Regions from separate parts of the Mus musculus genome. Here all the other regions are linked to region 4. A link is a contact called in public Hi-C and promoter capture Hi-C data. All regions are on one chromosome and are shown on one strand. The core of a region is the stretch at or near the end of the contact, and the rest is flanking DNA. Distances in the headings are between cores, read along the strand shown. Region 1 holds the start of Prdx2 (peroxiredoxin 2). Region 2 holds the start of Fbxw9 (F-box and WD-40 domain protein 9). Region 3 holds the start of Zfp791 (zinc finger protein 791). Region 4 holds the start of Lonp2 (lon peptidase 2, peroxisomal). Region 5 holds the start of Wdr83 (WD repeat domain containing 83). Region 6 holds the start of Gadd45gip1 (growth arrest and DNA-damage-inducible, gamma interacting protein 1). Region 7 holds the start of Tent4b (terminal nucleotidyltransferase 4B).

Region 1 (2,700 bases), core at 106-2,605, 1.7 Mb after region 4:
ACTTGCCTTGCAAGAATGAGCCCTGGAATTATTGACTTCTAGTTCTGAAAGACTTGTGTGTGCGCGCACACAGGGGGATTCTTCCCATCACCATCTAGCTCTGGTATGGAGCACAACCCATCATTATTGAGAATAGCAAAATACAGCAAGGCAGCCTGTCTCCAGAGAACTGAGACTCCTTTGGCAGGTACCTTCCAACAAGGTGCCAAATGCTAATTACTATCATCTTCGTGTGGGCTTGGGTGTCATTGTTTCCATTCTTTATAAGATGAAAAACGGGAAGACACAGTTTGTCCCTATAATTTGGGCGGTCCTTCATCCTCTCTGCACCTCCCACTTCACCACCTACCTCAAGACCCCTGCAACCCTCCTCCTGCAGCCCCTTACCACGCCAGGTGGGTGAACTGAGAGTCCACAGACACTCCCAGCACCTCGCAGCCTAGCTTTCGGAAGTCCTCAGCATGGTCGCTAAAAGCGATGATCTCCGTGGGGCAAACAAAAGTGAAGTCCAGTGGGTAGAAAAAGAGGACCACGTACTTCCCTAGGGAAGAGGAGAACGGAAGGGAAGTCAGTGCTAACTTCTTTCACATGTAGACCCTGACCCCACCTGCTCCCACTCCGCTCAGCCTCACCTCTGTAGTCCGAAAGCTTGATTTCCTTGAAGGCACCATCCACCACCGCTGTGGCCGTGAAGTCAGGAGCCGACTTTCCGATTTGCGCGTTGCCGGAGGCCATGACTGAAATCAGAGACCCACACAAGCTTGGTCTTTAGAGCCTTAGAAGATCCTTTGTCTTGCCTTTCCAAGGTCACTTTTGGTGCTAAGTCTAGATAGTAAAACCGAGAGAGGTGGAAGGAGCGCTCATATTCACCCTCCCAGTATAAAGTCTGCAAGGCCTCTGAATACCCGCCCCCCTAAACAGGGAACGAATGATGGGTCACCGCTGCTACCCAAATTATGGAGTCAGACCGAGTGCGGGTGGAGGGGGAAGTGAGCTCCTAGTTCCAGAATAGGACGGCTAAGCTAAGAGCGATGGACTGCCGAGCTCGGTGATCCAGCCTGCAAGCCAGGGCTCGGGCCTTGGTTTCCCGGGCAAGGACAAAGCGGCCACCATTGAACATGGAAAACAAAGACCTCCAAGCATAGAGGTCGTGATGAGGCCTGCACCACACTAGTGGGGCTCCTCCCATTCGTGTGCATTCTGGGTTTTCATACCTGCGTGAGCAAGAGCCGGACACACGGACGTCCAGACACGGGTAGAGACAGGAAAGAGATCTCAAAACCGAGAGAGCCCTAGGCCGGAGAACCTTTTATGCGTGGCCCAAACCACACCAGGCAGTGCGCGGGGAGGTGGGCGGGACAGCGCCGCGGTCGGATCCATTGCGGCTGCCGGGGGGGTGAGGGGAAGGCGCCGCGTGGCCCGGTCCACACGCTTTCACAAGGGTTGGGTGGGGTGTGCCCTTTCGGACGCCAAGATTGTCTGTGCTGTGGGCTCCTCGCGAGCCTCGGCCACGGGGCGCGTTGGGGTCGGTTGGAATCCGGGCATGGCCCGGAGCCACTTGGCTCCGTTGCTGACTCCCCTAGTGCTCCTAGGTCTGGTGTCCCCTACTCAGATCGACCCAGACTACCAATACTTTGGCCCGCACGGTGAAGGTGATACCTGGGAGCTGCTGACGCTGCAGCGACAAAAGGGTAAACTAGCAGGTGGACGGGAGTTACGCTATGAAAAGGTGTCCTCCCCACCCCAACCCCCGAAGGCCTCACTTGGCCAAGGCCCTACAAACAGACCCTCTCTGGCTGACTTCAGATCCCTGCCCAGCTCAGTGCAGGCTGGGTCTCAAGGAACTGGGCACTTTTTCTCTGAGTGTGATTTCTCGTCTGTGAGTTATTGTTTTGTTTTATTTTGTTCCGTTTCACTTTATTGAAAATTTACAGCCATGCCCCAACCGTACTACCTTTTGTTCTCAACTTCTTGCCCCGCAGCTTCCTTGGTCATCTGATAATTATATTAAACACTGCCTGTCTAATAAACAACCTATTAACATAGTGCTAGAAGGGTGGAGGCAGAGAAAGAAACTGGCCAGTCAGCTTGAGGTGGTAAGAACCAACACAGCTGGAATGACTAGCACAGTTAAAGTCACAGGGACTGTGAGACAGTGAAAAGGGAACAGCAAAAGGCCTAAGGGAAGAATAGGGAAAGGGGATGCCATTTGGCAAAGATCTGCTGAGGAAGGGTGTGGGGCACCAGCCTTTGTGAGTTCATCTACATGAGGAAGTATCAGTGAAGAATTCTGATGAAGGGTTGGGATTGCATTTGGTACTCAGTTGGTGGAGCACTGGCCCAGCATGTCCGAAGTTTTGATCCTTCCCCAGCGCTGCATAATCCACTGTACCCGTACACACCTACAATCCTAGCATTTGGGAGGAGTAGGGACCTGAAATTCAAAGACATCTTTGGCTACCCAAGGACTTGGAGGCCAGCTTGGGGTACATGAGGCTCTGTTGTTTTGTTTTGTTTTTAAGGAAGGAAGGAAAGAAAGGAAAGGAAAGGAAAGGAAAGGAAAGGAAAGGAAAGGAAAGGAAAGGAAAGGAAAGGGTCTTGTAAAACTGTAGGTCAGTGGCTCTTTAGCACTACCTTAAAAAATATATATATATCGCTTCTCCTGAGCATAAAAATTACTTTGTTGCTACAAGTTAGCTC
Region 2 (2,700 bases), core at 171-2,670, 1.6 Mb after region 4:
TCTGAGTTTGAGGCCAGCCTGGTCTACAGAGTGAGTTCCAGGACAGCCAGGGCTACACAGAGAAACCCTGTCTCAAAAAACAAAAAATTAAAAATTAAAAAAAAATCCTTCTAACTATAAACCAGGAAGCCACATCAAGACACAGAAGCCAAGGGGTGGGAAATATGGCTCGGCAGTAGAGAACTTACCTAAGTTATCCCTAGTCGCTCTTCCTGCCCCCTCCCAAGTCAGAATCTAAACCTCAGGTCAGCCATTCAATGGTCTGGAGGAGGTCCAAGCACCTGTTTTATCAAAGCTGTTTGTAAATCTGACTCGGGGTTGGAGGGCAACTCCCTAATGCAGAAGAATCAAACTCTTCCAGATTAGAGGAATCAAGAGCCTGAGAACCTAGCAATATCAGAACCAGGAACATGTCCGAGACATGCTGAGGATGGGACACGTCATAAAGCATTTACCTAGCATAGCCAAAGCCCTGAGTTCTGTCCTTAAAAGCAACAGCAAAAACTCAAAATCATCGATTTCAAGTTGTCTCTTCCTCCAGAAACCAATGACCTCAAGGGCAGAAGGAACAACACAGCTCTGCAAAGATGACAAGGCTAGCCCAAACACTTGTAAGGCTAAGGAGCTACATGAGAACCTGCCCCAAAATAATAAAATAAAATAGAAAAGGTGACAGGCTAGACCTAGAACTGAAAGATTACTGGTATTAATGATCCCAATCGGGAGTCTAGAAATTCAGAACCTCTTAACGAATCCTGGATCAACACTCCATGGGTCAAAGGCTTTGTTATGCTAGTTGCTGCTTGTGCCTCAAGTTGTTTCCAAAGCTTGGGAATTCTTGGGCTAGGGCCTTTGTGCTAACAAAGCGCAAACCCGGAAATCTTTGGATTTTAAGTTTAGAAATCCCAGGTCCAGAGCACTTCCTGAGGAAACCAAGTGGCCTTGTGGTCGACAAGGATTAGGCAGCACCCCAAAATTCCTGTCTCCCAAGGATGTGCATACCTTCCACCACTGGGTAGGGTGCGCGTACGCGGCGCTGAGCGCGTAGCCTCCAGGTGACACGATCACGCACGAGGTCGTGCAACGCTTGGCACACGCACGGCAGGACTTGAAGCACGACTCGCGCATCCAGGTAGGCACAGATCTCCAGCAGCAGCTCCGGGGGAAGGCTCAAGAGGCCCGGTAGGCGCACGGCCGGGACTTTGGAGGCGGCCTTTCGCTCCGGCACGCCTAGGGACGCGGAGAACATGGACTGCAGTGACGAGCGCCGCGGGGTCAGGCCAAGCTTGGGAGGGGTAAGCACACGGGCTACGTAGGCCTCAGCTTGAGTGTCAGGGTCGGGATCTGGCTCGGGGTCAGATTCCTCCTCACAAGAGCGAGGATCCCCACTCCGCCCTGAGGAAAGATCCATGGCGCCCGGGTGGGCGCGGCTGTACAGGTTTAGCCAGAGCCGCGTCTTGTTTCCTAGGCAGCGCGAGATCACTTCCGGCGCCCATTAGATGACGTCAGAGACTAACACCTGCCAGATATTGCTTGGAAATCAGACGTCTAGTCCTGTGCGGGTGTGAATGGTTTTTTTTTTTTTTTTTTTTTTTTGGTTTTTCGAGACAGGGTTTCTCTGTATAGCCCTGGCTGTCCTGGAATTCACTTTGTAGGCCAGGCTGGCCTCGAACTCAGAAATCCACCTGCCTCTGCCTCCCGAGTGCTGGGATTAAAGGCGTGCACCACCACGCCCGGCGTTTATCTTTTATTTCTACTCCTTTTTTTTTTTTTTTTTTAAGGCAGGGTTTCTCTGTATAGCCCTGGCTGTCTTGGAACTCACTTTGTAGACCAGGCTGGCCTCGAACTCAGAAATCCACCTGCCTCTGCCTCCCGAGTACTGGGATTAAAGGCATGTGCCACCACCACCCAGCTAAATAATTCTTAAAAAAAAAAAATGGTCACTGGGTCCTCAACCCGGGCAGTGGGCACGCCTTTAATCCGGCTTCTACTCTTATATTTGGAATCCCCTGAAGCTAGGTTTACAGGTCGGCAATCACCTCTTGTGGATGCTAGAAACCCAATTTTCATCTTCTCCAAGACCAACTGCTTTGTTTTAGACAAGTAATCCAGGATGGCCTCTAATTCGGTGGGTGACCTGCCTCTGCTCTCTCTGTTGAAATGAAAGGCACCTATCTCGCTCACTTAAAGTGCTCTTAAGCCATGGGCCATCGACCGTTTCAGCCCTGGAGTTTATGCTTTGTACGCATTTGGAGGCCTGAGGTTGAGATGGTTGGAGGCCTTCTTCAATCTCCATCTTAGTTTATTGTCCTAAATTTTGTGTGTGCTCCCGTGCACCACAGGTCACATGTATCAGAGCAACTCTGTGGAGTCACTTCTCCATCACCTTTACATAGGTTCTGGAATCAAATTAAGGTAAACAGGCAGCAAACATCTTTATGTGCTGAGCCAACTCTCACAGCAGGCATCTTATATCTTGAAACAGCTATTGACTAATGACTTTTAGCTAGACTGGCTGGCCAGCCAGTGAGCCTCAGGAAGCCTTCTGTCTCTGTTCACCAGGAGTTGCTCTCCTGTGCCCAACACTGATGTGGGCAATCCTAATTTAGGTCTTCAACTTTGCATGGCTTCAACAGTTAAGCTCCACGCCTAAGTTTATTTTGGGGTCAAATGACCATTGTCTAGGAACTCTGATTCAAT
Region 3 (2,700 bases), core at 67-2,566, 1.5 Mb after region 4:
GAGGTTTCAGCTGAGATTTCAGCTGAGGATGAAAATCAGCTGGGTGCTTTCTCTGCCTCCCTGAGCCAGCAGGCTTTCATCCAGGCATCTGGCTTCTGTGTCTTCATTGGTAAAATCAAACAATTGAGATTTTGTTAAAAACAACAAATATCTGTAATTACAATACTAGGGAGCCTGAGGCAGAAGGGTCCTGGGTTCTAGGGTAGCCTGAGCTACAGTACCAGCCCTTGTTACATAGCAGAGAAACAGAGAAAGAAAGCTACACTCATTCTGAGGTTGTCCAATTCAAATGTCAGACCAGAGTAGGGGGGTTCCTTTTTAAAACCTGGATCTGTGAAGATGGGGAAACTATGAAGCAAATCCTGACCATATGTACCAGGGAGACTTTTTTGTTTGTTTGTGGGGATGGATGGTTTCACAATGGTTAAGCACTGAACTATACCCTCAAGTTCACTTTATTTTTATACAGGGTCTCATGCAGCCCAGGCTGGCCTTGAACAAATTACAGATGCCTGAATTCCTGATCATGCTTCAGCTCCCAATCTCTGGGATTGCAAAGTGCATTGCCGTTCCCGGCTGCAGGGTTCCTTTAAAAGAGTGTCGGGCTGGAGAGATGGTTCAGTGGTTAAGAGCACCAACTGCTCTTCCAAAGGTCCTGAGTTCAAATCCCAGCAACCACATGGTGGCTCACAACCACCGGTAATGAGATCTGACGCCCTCTTCTGAAGTGTCTGAAGATAGCTACAGTGTACTTACACATAATAAATAAATAAATAAATAAATAAATAAATAAATAAATAAATAAATAAATAAATAAATAAATCTTTAAAAAAAAAAAAGTGTCTGCAGGCCAAGCAGTGGCAATGGCCTTTAATCCTGCACTCAGGAGGCACGGGCAGACAGATAAATTTCTGTTAGAGTCTAGCCTGGTCTACAGAGCGAGTTTCAGGACAGTCAGGGCTACGCAGAGAAACCCTGCCTTAAAAAACAAAGTGTCTATGGCAAACAACCATGATTTCAGGAATAGCCTCCATCCCTGGAAGGCTTTCTTCCTCTTGTAAACACTATAAACTACTCCGGATAACGCTAGATGTCGCACCATCTGGAAACCGAGAATATTTGCATTCCCTTATTCAGAAGCGGCTGCAGAAAGACGTCCGGGTCTCACCAGAACAACTTAAACGCAGAAGCCCCAGCTTAAGCCCTCGGCTACCTGGTCAATCAGGAAAGGTGACTCCCTTAAGGCGGGGAGTGGGCGTGGCCATGTTATGCACATGCGCGGGACATTGTATAAATCTGTTCAGACTAAGTGACAGACAAGTGTGATTTCCTTGAGACAAGGAGAAGCATTGATCGGTGAAGGCCTGCCATGGTGAGTGCGGCTGCCCCCCACCCACCCAAGGGGATAGGGGAGGGAAGGAGAAAGGGGGAGGGCTGTTGATTCTATCCGGCCGAGCAGTGGCCAGCCCCGCAGGAGCGCAGGAGCGGTGTTTCGGGCGCGGGACTCCCGAGTCCTGCAGGTCTGTGACCGGATTTGGGCACTGGAAGAGCTACGCTTGTGCGGCCAGGGCCTCCGCTCGCCCCAGGGTCACTGGTACCACTCGGTCTTATGAAGGTGTTGGACACAGCCACCGACTTGAGGCCTTGCCCTCTAGTCTAGTCTTTCTAGGGCTAGAAGTAAATCTCTAAATTTCCACAGCCTTCGCTAATTTCTAAACCTCAGCTTCTTCCCACTCCGGTTTAGAACAGAACTTAGTGATCTCTGAGTGGCCTAAGTGGTGCATTCACAAGCGCAGTGTTTAGATACTGTAACCCTCGTTGGGGCTGAAGAGATGGCTCAGCGGTTAAGAGTACTTGAGGCTCTCAAGGAAAGGGCTTCTGTTCCCAGCACCCATATGGTGGTTCGCAACCAACCTTAGCTCCAGATATAAGAGACTCTACACTTCTGACCACCTTGGGCACAAGGCACAGAGGTGGTACAAATACATATATGCAGCATTCATGCACCTGAAATAAAATAAGTCCAGAGAGAGAGAAAGAGAGAGAGAGAGAGAGAGAGAGAGAGAGAGAGAGAGAGAGAGAGAGCAAGCAAAACCCTGGCTCGCCAGGCCTATAATCCTGGCAGGAAGCCGAAGCAGAGAGATCACTTCAAGTTTGATTCTACCTTAGGCTACATAATAAATTCCAGGCCAATGTGAGACCCTGTCTCCAAGAAAGAAAGGCTAGAGAGATGGTTCAGTGGCTAGGCTGAGAGCACTCTGCCCTTACAGAAGTCTTGGGTTCAGTTCCAGTAGCTAACCAGTAACTCCAGAGTTCCAGGGGATATGATACCTCCTTCTGGCCTCTGATACCTTCTTCTTACCTGCAGGGGTGCGCTCTCTCTGGCGCTCTCTCTCTCTCTCTCTCTCTCTCTCTCTCTCTCTCTCTCTCTCTCTCTCTCTCTCTCTCTCTGTGTGTGTGTGTGTGTGTGTGTGTGTGTGTGTGTGTGTGTGTGTGTGTGTGTGTGTGTGAGTTTGTTTTTGTTTTTGTTTTTTTCTGAGACAGGGTTTCTGGCTGTCCTGGACTCTTAATAAACCAGGCTGCCAGGTTGACCCAGACTCACAGTTCCGCCTGCCCCTGCCTCCCTAGAGCTGGAATTAAAGGTGTGGGCTACCACACCTGGCTCACACAGCCTTACTACATAACCTTGGCTGTTCTGAA
Region 4 (2,748 bases), core at 229-2,728:
GGGCAGTGGCACACGCCTTTAATCCCAGCACTTGGGAGGCAGAGGCAGGCGGATTTCTGAGTTCAAGGCCAGCCTGGTCTACAGAGTGAGTTCCAGGACAGCCAGGGCCACACAGAGAAACCCTGTCTCGAAAAAGAAAAAGGAAATTCACGTTTTCTCAAACTATAGTGTGCACTGTACATTTATGACACATTTAGGGTGACCAACTGCCTTGAGCTGCCTAGAATTGACAGCCTTTCTGGGCACACATGCACTCTAGTGTTAAAACTCATATTAGAGCATGCACACTTCAAGTGCTCTATACGCACAATCACTGTGCAGTCCAGGGAAGCATGGGGCAAACCAGTCTGCACAGATGGACCTTCAAGACACACCTAAGAGACATGGGAAATCACAGGGGAAGAGTCAGACGCAGGTGAAATCTACCACCCAAGTCAACGAACCAGAGCCGGGACACAGGGCTATCCAGTGACATCCCCCGGGCCTAAGATAAAAATGCCAGGAAGGAGCAAAGGTGAGCCTAGAGGCTGGGAAGACTGTAGTGGGAGACCCCAAGGAAAATGCTAACAGGAATGGCCCTTCATGAAGGGGAGGCCGTCGGGGAATAGAGAAAATAGGTAACAACATGTAAAACAAAGCACCCAAAAGTTAACTGCGTAGTTTAGGCATGAGCAGGAAAAAGAAAGAAAGAAAGAGAGAGAGAGAGAGAGAGAGAGAGAGAGAGAGAGAGAGAGATAGATAGATAGATAGATAGATCTAGATTTATAATGTTTCAGCTGGAGAACATGACCGGAGGTTGACTGAAAGAAAGGGGACAGGGTGAAAGGTGGTATGGGGGAGGGGCCCGGGCGCTGGGCGGTGAAGAAGGCTATGTAGGACACGAATTCACATCAGATAAGCACCAGCAACAGGCAGCAAATGAACTGCACAGAGTTTCCACCCGTGTCAGGCATTGCTCCGTGACTGATCCGGCTCACTAACGGTCACTGGCGAAAAGCGTCCCTCCCACTTTTCACGCTGGGGAGACTTGAGCCACAACTCCGCTCACAGGCCGCCGGGGCGCGAGTCCCGGAGGGCCTCCCTCCGAGTGCCCGGCGGGCCTACCTGTGCAATGGTGGCAGGTCCTGCGTGTCGCTGGCCGGGTCGGGTGTGTTGGGGATGACTCCTAGAATGGTGCTCTGCAACGACGTGCCCTTGAGCAAGCGGCTCCGCACCAGCTGCAAGTTGCGGGCCGTGTCCACACTTGTGCGCATAGTGGAGCCAGGCAGCAACACACTCTCGTGGGTCAACAGCAGCGGAAGGCGGCTGGGGATCTGGATGGGGCTCACGGAGGACATGGCCACTGGTCGTCAACACCAGAGGTGTCAGGAGGACTCCCAAGTACGAACTCTACACTTCCTTCGCCGAACGCACCGCAGCCGTCACTCGACGGCCCGCCCCCAGGCCTGAGTGCCGCCGCTTCCGGCACCGCCCCTTCCCCAGGCTCCGGTCCCCAGGCCTGCCGCCGCTTCCGGCCCCGCCCCTTCTCCAGGCTCCCAGACTTCTGCCCGGACGCTTCGGACTCGCCCCCGGGCCATGTGCTGCTGTTTCCGGGCCCGCCCACAACCCTTCCGGAGGCCGCAGCGGCTAAGCCTTCCGGTCTGTCACTCTCCCCCCCCCCCCCCCCCCAAAGCTAAAGCGTAGCGGCTTCTGGCTCCGCCCCTAGACCCAAACCCCTCAATTTCTGGCTGCATCCCCAGGCTGGTCCCTACATTAAACACCTCCGCTCCCCGCTAGCCCAGAGATACCCAATTTCTGTCGCTTCGCTCAGCCCTTCTCTCTGAACCAGTGATGCCAGACGACAAGCAAACCTGGTGCACAGACAGCATGAACAGTGCCTGCATTTAAATTCGGAAGGAATGTTGAGAAGGACGGTGTGCACTAGACATTTTTAAACCTTTTTATTGAATAGATTTTATATTTTAACAAGTATCCTATACCTCTCACTCGGTTTTCCCTATTATGTTGCATAACCATGGTTCACATAACCCAGGAAATTAGTATTACCATTACCTAATCCATAGACCTTCTCCCAAGCTGGTGGGTTTTACTATCGTCCTTAATTTTTCACTTTGTTTATCTCCTGGATCTCTTAAGTCTGTGATATTGCTTCCATCTTTGCTTTATTTTATTAGTATTTTAAACAGATACTTTTAAAAAAGGGGCATTCAATTATTTGTAGAAGGTCACAATTTGGATGATAGATTCTAGGTTGTGGTCTGAGTCACTGAGGTCTAGAGGGAGGGTGAACTGGTAGGTGATGATCTTGGTTGTGACACACTCATCAAGTATGCATTGTGTAGATATCTTGAGATAGACTTTGGGAGTAATATAAAGAAAAAATATATACAATAACTTACCTTTTTATTAAGAGTCTTATCTGGAGAGTAGAGGACTTATACTCTGAGATTCCTGGTGTCTTTTTAAAAATGGTACTTGGGATTGGACCAAGGGCTCTGAACATGGTAGGTATTTTATGAGGAAACTATGACCATCTTAAAAACCTTGGGGCATATTTTTTAAAAAAACTTTATTTATTTTTATCATGCATACATATCCTAAAAGCAACAAGTGTTTTGTGTGCATACTAATGTCTGGACTTATTTTTGTTTAATAAATTAATTTTTTGATTTTATTATTTTCTTGGTCTCCTAGGACAGGGTCTTAACTGAGTCACACATATGGCCAAAGAAAAAGAGTCATTCCAGG
Region 5 (2,715 bases), core at 105-2,604, 1.5 Mb after region 4:
CAGCAGCTGAGGGAGGGCGGAGGCAGCCAAAGGCTAGGCCAGAGAGAAGGTGGGCCTGAGTCCAGGATCCAACCCTCCTAGGTGGCATCACCAGGGAGGCGTCATGGGCTGAGGATTCTGCAGATAGGACATCACCACGGCGGAGATAGAGAGCCTGAGATGGAAAAGAGCTGTCAGTGCTGGGGAGCACGCATGGGACCCCATCCCCTTATTCAGCATCCTCACATGAAGCTACTCATCATCTGCTTAGTGTCCTCCGAGCTCCGCGAGTTGGCAAAGCTGATAAAGGAGCAGTAGACAGCAACCCAAGCACACCACTTCAGCTGAAGAAAGGTGGGTGAGAAGACCGGGTCAGTGACAAGTATACCAAGGAGCTCCCACCACCAAGGTCCTCAGATATCAGGTTCTACCTGCAGCTCGGACCTTGTTCCCGGGGAAGCACCTCAACACCAACCCTCAGAGCCTACTCGAAGCAGCAGGCTTCTGATGCCAATGTGTGTCCTGCACCTCTCACCCTACCGCATCCTCTCAGACTGCTCTAACATTCCCACATGCTAAGGACCCTCCCGGCCTCTTTTCCACAAGTCGTCTGTAACTTGCCTAAGTTAGGCTCCACCCTCAGACCCCGCTAGGCAGTGTACAAGTCAAGTGCAAGCCCAACTTCCCCTACGTTTGGGGCGTCACCCTAGCTCCACCCCTAGCTGACCTCACCCCCTTCCCCACCTCTAGCACAGCCAGAGGACCCGCCTCTTTCTGAACCCACCCCAGACCTCAGTTTCAGGCGGACCAACAGACACTCAGGGAGGTTCATCCCCACCCACCTTAAGCATGAGGCCACACATGCTGAAGATCATGCCAAGAAGATTCATGTAGTCCGGAGTCGGGTCGTCTAAAGCCGGGTTGCACTCACTCGGGGGAGGCTTATACCTGCGACATGTTCAAGGATCAGGAGCGATCAAGTCCCACCTGGGCCACCTTAGCCATGACCCACGGCCACAACCAAAGACGCCTTGCCATGACTTGCTGGACTGCTCACCTCAGCACTTTGTTGGGCCTTCGTGGGTCGGACATATTGTTAGTGGACATAGCAAACTGAAGACCACGCCGTCCTTCTTTCACAGCTAGAAGAGCAACTTCCGGGCGTGGGAATGAAGGATGGCTTTTAGAGTAACACCAGTAGCCAGCGCTTCTGTTCCCAATAGCAGTGAGAGGGACGACTCTCAGCCAGAAAAAGGAGAATGAGAAAAGGCCAAAACAGTTCCTGGAAAGTAGGAAGTCTAGGGAAAAAAAACTGAAAGGACTTTTCAGTATCCCCAAAACTGTCATTAACGCGCTGAAATTTTGCACGGAAGTGCAAAGCAGGAAATAAATCCTGGGGGACAATAATAATGTTACACTCGAGCAAGTCTCTTTGAAAGCTTGGGAGGACGGTGGTCTCAATACATCAGCAGTAAAGCAGGCAGCGGACTGATGCATTTAAAAGTATGGCTTTTCCCGAGCCAAAGCCGCGGGCACCGGAGCTGCCGCAGAAACGGATGAAGACGCTGGACTGCAGCCAGGGCGCGGTGCGAGCCGTGCGATTTAATGGTAAGCGCCTTCGCCTTCCTCCCGGGCGTCCCTCCACCCGAGACCGGCGGTCCCGTAACCCCTGCCCTTTGTTCCCCAGTGGACGGCAACTACTGCCTGACGTGCGGCAGCGATAAAACCCTAAAGCTGTGGAACCCGCTGCGTGGGACGCTGCTGCGGACCTACAGTGGCCACGGCTACGAAGTGCTAGATGCGGCTGGGTGAGCTCCGGGCTAGGCTGGAATAAGGAGCGCAGAGGCTAGCTAGGGTCGTGAGTGGATATTGACCTTCTTTTCCCTGTCCTCCAGCTCCTTTGATAACAGCCATCTCTGTTCTGGTGGCGGGGACAAGACGGTGGTGCTGTGGGATGTAGCAACTGGGCAGGTCGTGCGCAAATTTCGGGGCCACGCTGGAGTGAGTACAAGCGAGAAGACCCTCGTTAACGTGTGCATTGTGGAGATCCATATTAGCCCGTAGGTGGTACGAGGAAGATCCTTCCATCACAGTCTTCCCCCATTGTGCCCATCTAGTATACCGTGACAGCCACCAAGCACTGTCTTCCTTCCAGTTTCCCTAGAACCTTTCACCTTCCCTACCTATAACATGTGCCCTTGCTTTAACATGCACTGAGAGCCTTGCCTTAATCCCAATCCTCCAAAGCCTCACTCCTCTAAATTGGTAATTCCTGATTCTCAGAAGGTGAACACCGTTCAGTTTAATGAAGAGGCTACAGTCATCCTGTCTGGTGAGTCTAGGTCTGGACAGCTAGAAACTGCCCGCTGCCCAGAGACCCAAACCTGACCTCATCTTCACATTGACCTTACAGGTTCTATCGATTCCAGTGTCCGATGTTGGGATTGTCGTTCTCGGAAGCCTGAGCCGGTGCAAACACTAGATGAAGCTAGAGACGGCATATCCAGTGTAAAGGTGTCAGACCATGAGATCTTGGCAGGGTGAGTGAGTCCAGGGCCACACTCCTTGCCCTGGTGCCACTGGAGGTCATAGTGGCCATGGTTTGGTCTTTTGAGTCAGGGTCTTTTGTAATCCAAGGCGGTCTTTAATTCCTAATCCTCTTGCCTCTACCTCCCAAGTGCTGAGTATCAGAATGAGCCGTGAAGGGCATGGTGGCAGAGGCCTTGGATCTCCAAG
Region 6 (2,734 bases), core at 212-2,711, 1.8 Mb after region 4:
TTAAATACCAGCAACACATTTCACCAGCCCTGAACCCTGCACCAGAAGGGGCGATCCAAATGTCTGGTTTGCCTCCATTTTCTCCTCAAATCTGATCACATGTGCCTTCTTTTCTGACTTCTACCCCAGACTTCAGAGTCCATCACTGCTCTCAGGTCCCACTACCTAGCTACGGTGGCCACACAAGACAGGGTCTCACTACATAGACTAGGCTGGCTGGCCTCAAAACTCGGTGATCTAACCTGCCTGTCTCCAGAAGGCTGGGATTAAAGGTGTGCTCCACCAAGACCAGATTATTTGTGATAAAAGGTTTCACCTGGGCTGTTCTCTAATTGAGAATCATCATTCCCACTTCTCAACCTCAGGGCCTTTGCAACAGTTGCTCCCTCTACTGGGAACTCATGCCTTGAGATTTTTCCAGTAACAGTATCTGGTTATATGGGGATTTGCTTAAACATCACAAGAGCTAGCATGCACTTTTAACTGTGTTTGTCTTCCTTGGGGGGGGGGGGTTCCTCAGTCATCATCCGAATCCTCTGTCTGCTTTGTTCCCTGGTGTGTGGGTCCTTATATCCTTGCAGAGTAACTAGGGAAGTATATAGAGTTGAGGCTGGGACTGGTACAGGCCTGTAATAGCAGATATTCAGAAGGTAAAGACAGATGGATCCTAGATTCGAGGCCAGCCTGGGCAATAAAATGAGTTCTGGTTAATTGAGTCCTTGCTATTTAGAATAAAAGGGCAGGCTACTGATAAAGGAAGAGGACAAGTAAAAACAAACATTAAAACTGCAGTTGAGGCCGGGGGTGGTGGTGCACGCCTTTAATCCCAGCACTTGGGAGGCAGAGGCAGGCGGATTTCTGAGTTCGAGACCAGAGTGAGTTCCAGGATAGCCAGGGCTACACAGAAGAACCCTGTCTCGAAAAACCAAAAGAAAAAAAAAAAAACAAAAAACCAAAAACTGCAGTTGAATGACTACAAGGATGTCTGCTTTGCAGCAAAGTTAACATGTAATGTTTAAGCCCACGCCACAAGGGATCCGCGTGCCTACTACGGATGATTCCTGGTTTCGGGGCCCTGGGGTACGTGCCCCATCACACCCACCTGGCTTGGCGCCTTGCCTCCAAGGCCTGCTGCTGCAAGCGCAGCGACTCTTGCATGGTCGCTAAGCTCGGGTACCATTCTTGCTCCTCGGCCTCCAACTCGCGCAGCTGCTCTGGGGTGGGCCACAGGGAGGCCGGGGGCACCCCGGAGATGGCGCCATGTCGTCCGAACTGCTTGGCCACATAGCGGGGCGTTAGCTGCCATCGCGGGGTCAGCAGGTTCTCCGGGTCTGGCGAGTGGGGCCCGGGACGGCGGCGCGGGGGCGGGGGCGCACGGTAGCTGCGGGACCTGGGACCCAGAGCCACAGAGAGCCGCAGGAGATAGCCACTCCGCATTGCGAGCGCCGCCATCTTGGCTGTGGGTCCTCGCGGCAGCGGGGCTGGCTACGGCGCTGCCTGCGCGGCGGAAACACCGGGGGCCTCCGGCCGGGGAGCGGAGGAGCGCCGCGCTGCTTTAGTCCGTACGGCGCAGGTGAACGTTTAATGCGGGTGGGGCGGGGGGAGCAATTGTTTGTTAAGAGAATATTGTATGGCTGGTGGCTTACCTCTTTAATTCCAGCAATCAGGAGGCAGAGGCAGGAGGATCTCTATGAGTTCCAGGGCTGCCAAGACTACGTGTATCAAAAAAGAAAAAAAGAAAGGATTTCTGCAGTTTATTTATTGGGGGACGAAAGTGTTGAAGTGTTGGTGATTAAGTGGAGGTCAGAGGACAGCTTGGGGAAGTCGGTTTTCTCCTTCCACCAAGCAAGAGTTGTGGGAATAGAACTAAAATCATCTTGCCTGGTGGCAAATGCCTTTACCCTCCGAGCCTTCTTCCCGGCCATCATTTGGGATTTTGAAATAGGATATCATCCTGTAGCCAGGTCATCTTGGAACTTCTTGGCATAATTCAGGATGGCATCGATTTCTAAATCAGTCTCGCCTGTGCTAGGATGACCGGTAATGAGCCTGTTTAAAATAAGACTTAAAAGTGGCGTGCGTTGGCCGGGCGGTAGGGGCGCATGCCTTTAATTTCATAACTTGGAGGTAGAGACAGGCGGATCTTTGTGAGTTCAAGGTCAGCCTGGTGTACAGAGTGACTTCCAGAACAGCCAGGGCTGTTAAACAGAGAAACAACAACAACAAAAAGAAGAAAAGAAAAAAACTGGTGTGCCAGTATTATTTAAATTACTGTATTTGACATTTTGATTTTTAATTTTGAAATATTAATGCTTTAAATATGTCTGCTTTATTGTATATTTTATTTCCCTTCACATCTGTGCTTTTAAATTTCTCTAATATATTAAATATTTCTACTTTAATATTTAGGCTTATGTTACCTTTTAAATCTTTAAAAAGATTTAGTGTGTGTGTGTGTGCGCCTCATGTGTGGGTGCCAGTGGAAGCCAATGGAACCCTCTCAGACTGGCCTTACAAGCAATTGTCAAGGGACTTGAATACAAGAAACCAAATTCTTCAAGTCTTCTGGAAGACAGGAAATATTTTAAACTTTTCAGCCATTTCTCCAGCTCCATGGATTCTAACTTGTTTGGTCGTGTGTGTTTGTGTGTGTGTGTTGGTGTTGTTTGGTTTTTTTGAGTCTTGTTATGTAGTGCCAGCTGGCTGGCCTGGAATTCACTGTGGAACTTACAGG
Region 7 (2,806 bases), core at 202-2,701, 1.6 Mb before region 4:
TTAAACACAAAGTCACCGGTGGTGCAACATTCACACACTAACACCAGCACCCCTAAATGAAAACCACTGCTACCTCTGCCACAGTGACAACCTCACAGTGAGAAGCTGCCGACCATGAACTCCTGCAAAGTTCTGTCAGGGCTCAGAAAAGCTCACCATCTATGACAACTTCAAGCTAGCTGTCACTCAGTGCTTTCTGCTCACGACAGACATGGCAAACACTGGCTTTTTTTTTTTTTTTCCTTAAGTAAATATAAAAGATGGGCCAAAGGATCAAGAGCAGGCAGTGTCTTTCAGGGCTGAGGAGATTTTCGTCGTGGACTGGGGGAGGGGAAGGAGCATTCTGGATGTTTCTATTCTTGGCAAGAAGAGCACCTCCTGGTCCTAACATCTAAAGACGCTAAGGCAGAAACGTTCTCAGGAAGTTAACTAGCCCGATGCTAAGGGGCTTCATCTTGGGGTGTGGTGGTGGGGAGCAAGGTGTGGAGGACAGAAAGGGATCAGAGGGCAGGCTGAATTCTAGAGCATAGAAAGATCCAGGAGAAGGACAAGCAAGAATGCATCGGGAAGGTGTGGACAGTTAGGAGAGGAGGAAGGTAGAGATGACTACGAAAAGGAGAGGATAGCTCCACTTTTTCCAAAGGAATTCCAAAGAAAGGTCCACCGAGACTGGTCAAGCTATGAAGGAATGAATGGCCACCGATGCTCTGGAGGCCCCACTGGGGCTCCCCATCCCCCACCCATCATCCCCCCCTCCCGCCTGTGGGCGTGTTCCCCGCTGTGCGGGTGTGCCGACCCTCCAAGACGCAGGCCACGACGCCAGCACTCACCCCACGACTCCCTGGTTGTAGTTCCGTCGCTTCCACGGGGTCCCGCTGTACACGCCCCCGCCGCCGTCCGCCCGTCCGCCTCCGGCCGCGCGCCCTCCGCTGGGCTGCAGCAGGCTGTAGTTGAGTCCGTAGGTGCTGGCCTTGTTGTCACGTTTCCTCTTGTTGCTGCTGCCCGAGGCCGGGTCGGTAGACTCGGAGGCGGGGAGTGCGGCCGCCGGTCGCGGGGACGAGGGAGCCGATGGGACCGGCGACGCCGAGGGGCCCGCCGATGCCCGCCGTGCCCAGGCCGCCGGCTGGTGGTGATTGTTGTTGTTGTTGGTCGTCTCCAGGGGCAGGAAGTCCCGCTGCTCCGCGGGCACGGCGAGGCCGCCCAGTGGGCGCTCCCCCGAGCGGAACATGCCGGCCGGGGCCGGGGCCGTGCCGCCGGGGCTGCCGGGGCCGCTGCCGCTCCCGCCGCTCGCGCTGCTCGCGCCGCTGCTGTGACAGTGGTGGTTGAAGTAGAGGTTCCTCAGCCCCTGGGTCGTCTCCCAGATCTGCATCCACAGACTATTGGACGGTCCGAGCTGCTCTGGCTGGAACCAGGCGATCCTCGGATCCATCAAACGGCGGCGGCCGCTGCCCCCGCCCCTCCCGGCCGCCCGCAGGGCCGCCGCCGCCGCCGCTGCCTCAGGCGCACGCCCGCCCTCGGCCGCCGCCGCCGCTGCCACCCGGGTTCCGCCACGGGCGGCGCGGTAGCGCAGGGAGCCTGGCCGGCGCCGGCGGCGTCGCTCCCGCCCTCGGGGCTCGCAGGCCCTCCCCCCTCCCTCCGCCCCTCCGCCGAGCCCCTGTCACCGGGGTTCCCGTGCAAATGGCGGCGGCGGATCCCGAGAAGGGCGAGCGGCGGCGGCGGTGGTGGCGGCGGCGGCAGCAGCAGCGGCGGCGGCGGCGGCAGCGGCGGCGGCAGCGGGACGCGCCTGCTCCGTAGCGTCCGTGCTGCTCGGCCCCGGGGCGGGGCCTCCGCCGGCTCCGCCCCTCGCTCCGCTCCGCCTGCCCCGCCGCCGCGCTCGCCCCGCCCCGTCCCTGCTGCCAGCCGTCCGCGGGTTCCCCGAGGCCGCACCGCGCGTCACAGAGGCCGCGGCAGGCTGCAGGCAGCGGGGCCGCAACCGCCTGGTCAACCGTCCCGCGCTAGCTTAGCTGGGGTCGCACGTACCTGGGCCTCCGGGCACCTCGGACGCGCGCGCCGCCGCAGGACTCTGTTGCCGCTCAAGCGCCGCCGAGGCACACGAGGCGGCTGCCGACTCCGCGGAAAGTGACTGGTTTGCGCCGCCCACCCCGCTCCGGACCGCCGGCTCCGCCCCTCGGTCCCGGCGCGGCCCCGGGGCTCCTGGCCGCGCGCCGCGCGAGCACGAGAAGGGCGGGCTTCCGCTCAAGGGCCGGGTTAGCACGCGGCTGCACGCGCATCTCGGTTCCGGAGCGGTCTCAGCGGCCTCTGGGTCGCGAGTGCTGGCACCGCTGCCCGGCTGGAGGGCCACACAGCGCGGCTGTTCCAAGGTGCACTTACGAGCTCAAAGCCCCTCAACTTTCATAACTAAGAATACTCGAAGCCTTTTAAACCTAAAATCACACTACCGTTGCGGTTAATGATCGTTTTTCATAGAATGCCCATTTGTGTAGCTTTCTTCTGGCGCGAAAAATAACCAAAAAGGGGGCAGGGGGTGGTTGTCAGTAATTAACATTATCCAGAAGACTAGAACACTTACTGTGCGCATGCTTCAAGCTCGCTGCAAATTCCAGAACCGAGTCCCTGACTGACACTTGAGTTTTGGCTCTGTGCCCAGTTCAATATCCTGGAAAGTTTGGGGTGGTGGTGATTGGTTTTGTTTATTTACTTATTTTGCAAAGGATTAAAAATCTGTTTGTCACAGAATGAATCATTGCTCTACGTTTTTTCTTAGGGGGAAAAAAAAAAAAAGAATACAATGACCACTGGCTGAGCT

Evidence for each region. Promoter capture Hi-C pulls out the DNA fragments that hold promoters and counts their contacts. Hi-C and Micro-C count contacts between places; a contact is called where the count stands out from the background.
Region 1: a promoter capture Hi-C map of pre-B cells shows a contact between it and region 4, with 4 times the contacts expected there. The contact joins the promoter of Prdx2 here to the promoter of Lonp2 in region 4. A contact is called at or near these places in 2 of 39 promoter capture datasets (liver and pre-B cells) and 3 of 115 datasets of contacts at active chromatin or transcription factors (T-cell acute lymphoblastic leukemia, astrocytes and pro-B cells).
Region 2: a contact with region 4 is called in a promoter capture Hi-C map of pre-B cells, with 5 times the contacts expected there. The contact joins the promoter of Fbxw9 here to the promoter of Lonp2 in region 4. A contact is called at or near these places in 1 of 39 promoter capture datasets (pre-B cells) and 2 of 115 datasets of contacts at active chromatin or transcription factors (astrocytes and hepatocytes).
Region 3: a contact with region 4 is called in a promoter capture Hi-C map of embryonic stem cells, with 4 times the contacts expected there. The contact joins the promoter of Zfp791 here to the promoter of Lonp2 in region 4. A contact is called at or near these places in 1 of 39 promoter capture datasets (embryonic stem cells) and 1 of 115 datasets of contacts at active chromatin or transcription factors (astrocytes).
Region 5: a promoter capture Hi-C map of pre-B cells shows a contact between it and region 4, with 5 times the contacts expected there. The contact joins the promoter of Wdr83 here to the promoter of Lonp2 in region 4. A contact is called at or near these places in 7 of 39 promoter capture datasets (3T3-L1-derived adipocytes, embryonic stem cells, frontonasal cranial neural crest and 4 more), 3 of 115 datasets of contacts at active chromatin or transcription factors (astrocytes, hepatocytes and large pre-B cells) and 1 of 9 other capture datasets (liver).
Region 6: a contact with region 4 is called in a promoter capture Hi-C map of pre-B cells, with 2.5 times the contacts expected there. The contact joins the promoter of Gadd45gip1 here to the promoter of Lonp2 in region 4. A contact is called at or near these places in 2 of 39 promoter capture datasets (liver and pre-B cells).
Region 7: a contact with region 4 is called in a Hi-C map of B cells, with 5 read pairs. The contact joins the promoter of Tent4b here to the promoter of Lonp2 in region 4. A contact is called at or near these places in 1 of 39 promoter capture datasets (hippocampal neurons) and 1 of 484 Hi-C or Micro-C datasets (B cells).

The regions. Positions count from the first base shown.
Region 1 is chr8:84,968,277-84,970,976 of GRCm38.p6, reverse strand. Prdx2 (peroxiredoxin 2) reads right to left here and starts at 1,355. Exons shown (of 6, transcript NM_011563.6): 1 at 1,215-1,355; 2 at 633-737; 3 at 388-541. The coding sequence starts at 735. It also overlaps a transcript of Rnaseh2a not described here.
Region 2 is chr8:85,058,839-85,061,538 of GRCm38.p6, reverse strand. Fbxw9 (F-box and WD-40 domain protein 9) reads right to left here and starts at 1,420. Exons shown (of 10, transcript NM_026791.2): 1 at 1,003-1,420. The coding sequence starts at 1,411. A230103J11Rik (RIKEN cDNA A230103J11 gene) reads left to right here and starts at 1,079. Exons shown (of 4, transcript NR_110582.1): 1 at 1,079-1,132.
Region 3 is chr8:85,118,307-85,121,006 of GRCm38.p6, reverse strand. It overlaps Zfp791 (zinc finger protein 791), which reads left to right and starts at 1,316. Exons shown (of 4, transcript NM_001357366.1): 1 at 1,316-1,372. The coding sequence starts at 1,370.
Region 4 is chr8:86,622,773-86,625,520 of GRCm38.p6, reverse strand. Lonp2 (lon peptidase 2, peroxisomal) reads right to left here and starts at 1,478. Exons shown (of 15, transcript NM_025827.3): 1 at 1,105-1,478. The coding sequence starts at 1,337.
Region 5 is chr8:85,079,385-85,082,099 of GRCm38.p6, reverse strand. Wdr83 (WD repeat domain containing 83) reads left to right here and starts at 1,354. Exons shown (of 9, transcript NM_026399.2): 1 at 1,354-1,587; 2 at 1,667-1,787; 3 at 1,875-1,980; 4 at 2,263-2,311; 5 at 2,393-2,519. The coding sequence starts at 1,485. It overlaps Wdr83os (WD repeat domain 83 opposite strand), which reads right to left and starts at 1,137. Exons shown (of 4, transcript NM_001001493.2): 1 at 1,037-1,137; 2 at 822-927; 3 at 226-323; 4 at 1-154. The coding sequence starts at 1,086. The coding sequence ends at 88.
Region 6 is chr8:84,831,009-84,833,742 of GRCm38.p6, reverse strand. Gadd45gip1 (growth arrest and DNA-damage-inducible, gamma interacting protein 1) reads right to left here and starts at 1,461. Exons shown (of 2, transcript NM_183358.4): 1 at 1,103-1,461. The coding sequence starts at 1,452. It also overlaps a transcript of Dand5 not described here.
Region 7 is chr8:88,198,527-88,201,332 of GRCm38.p6, reverse strand. It overlaps Tent4b (terminal nucleotidyltransferase 4B), which reads right to left and starts at 1,451. Exons shown (of 12, transcript NM_001372333.1): 1 at 831-1,451. The coding sequence starts at 1,429.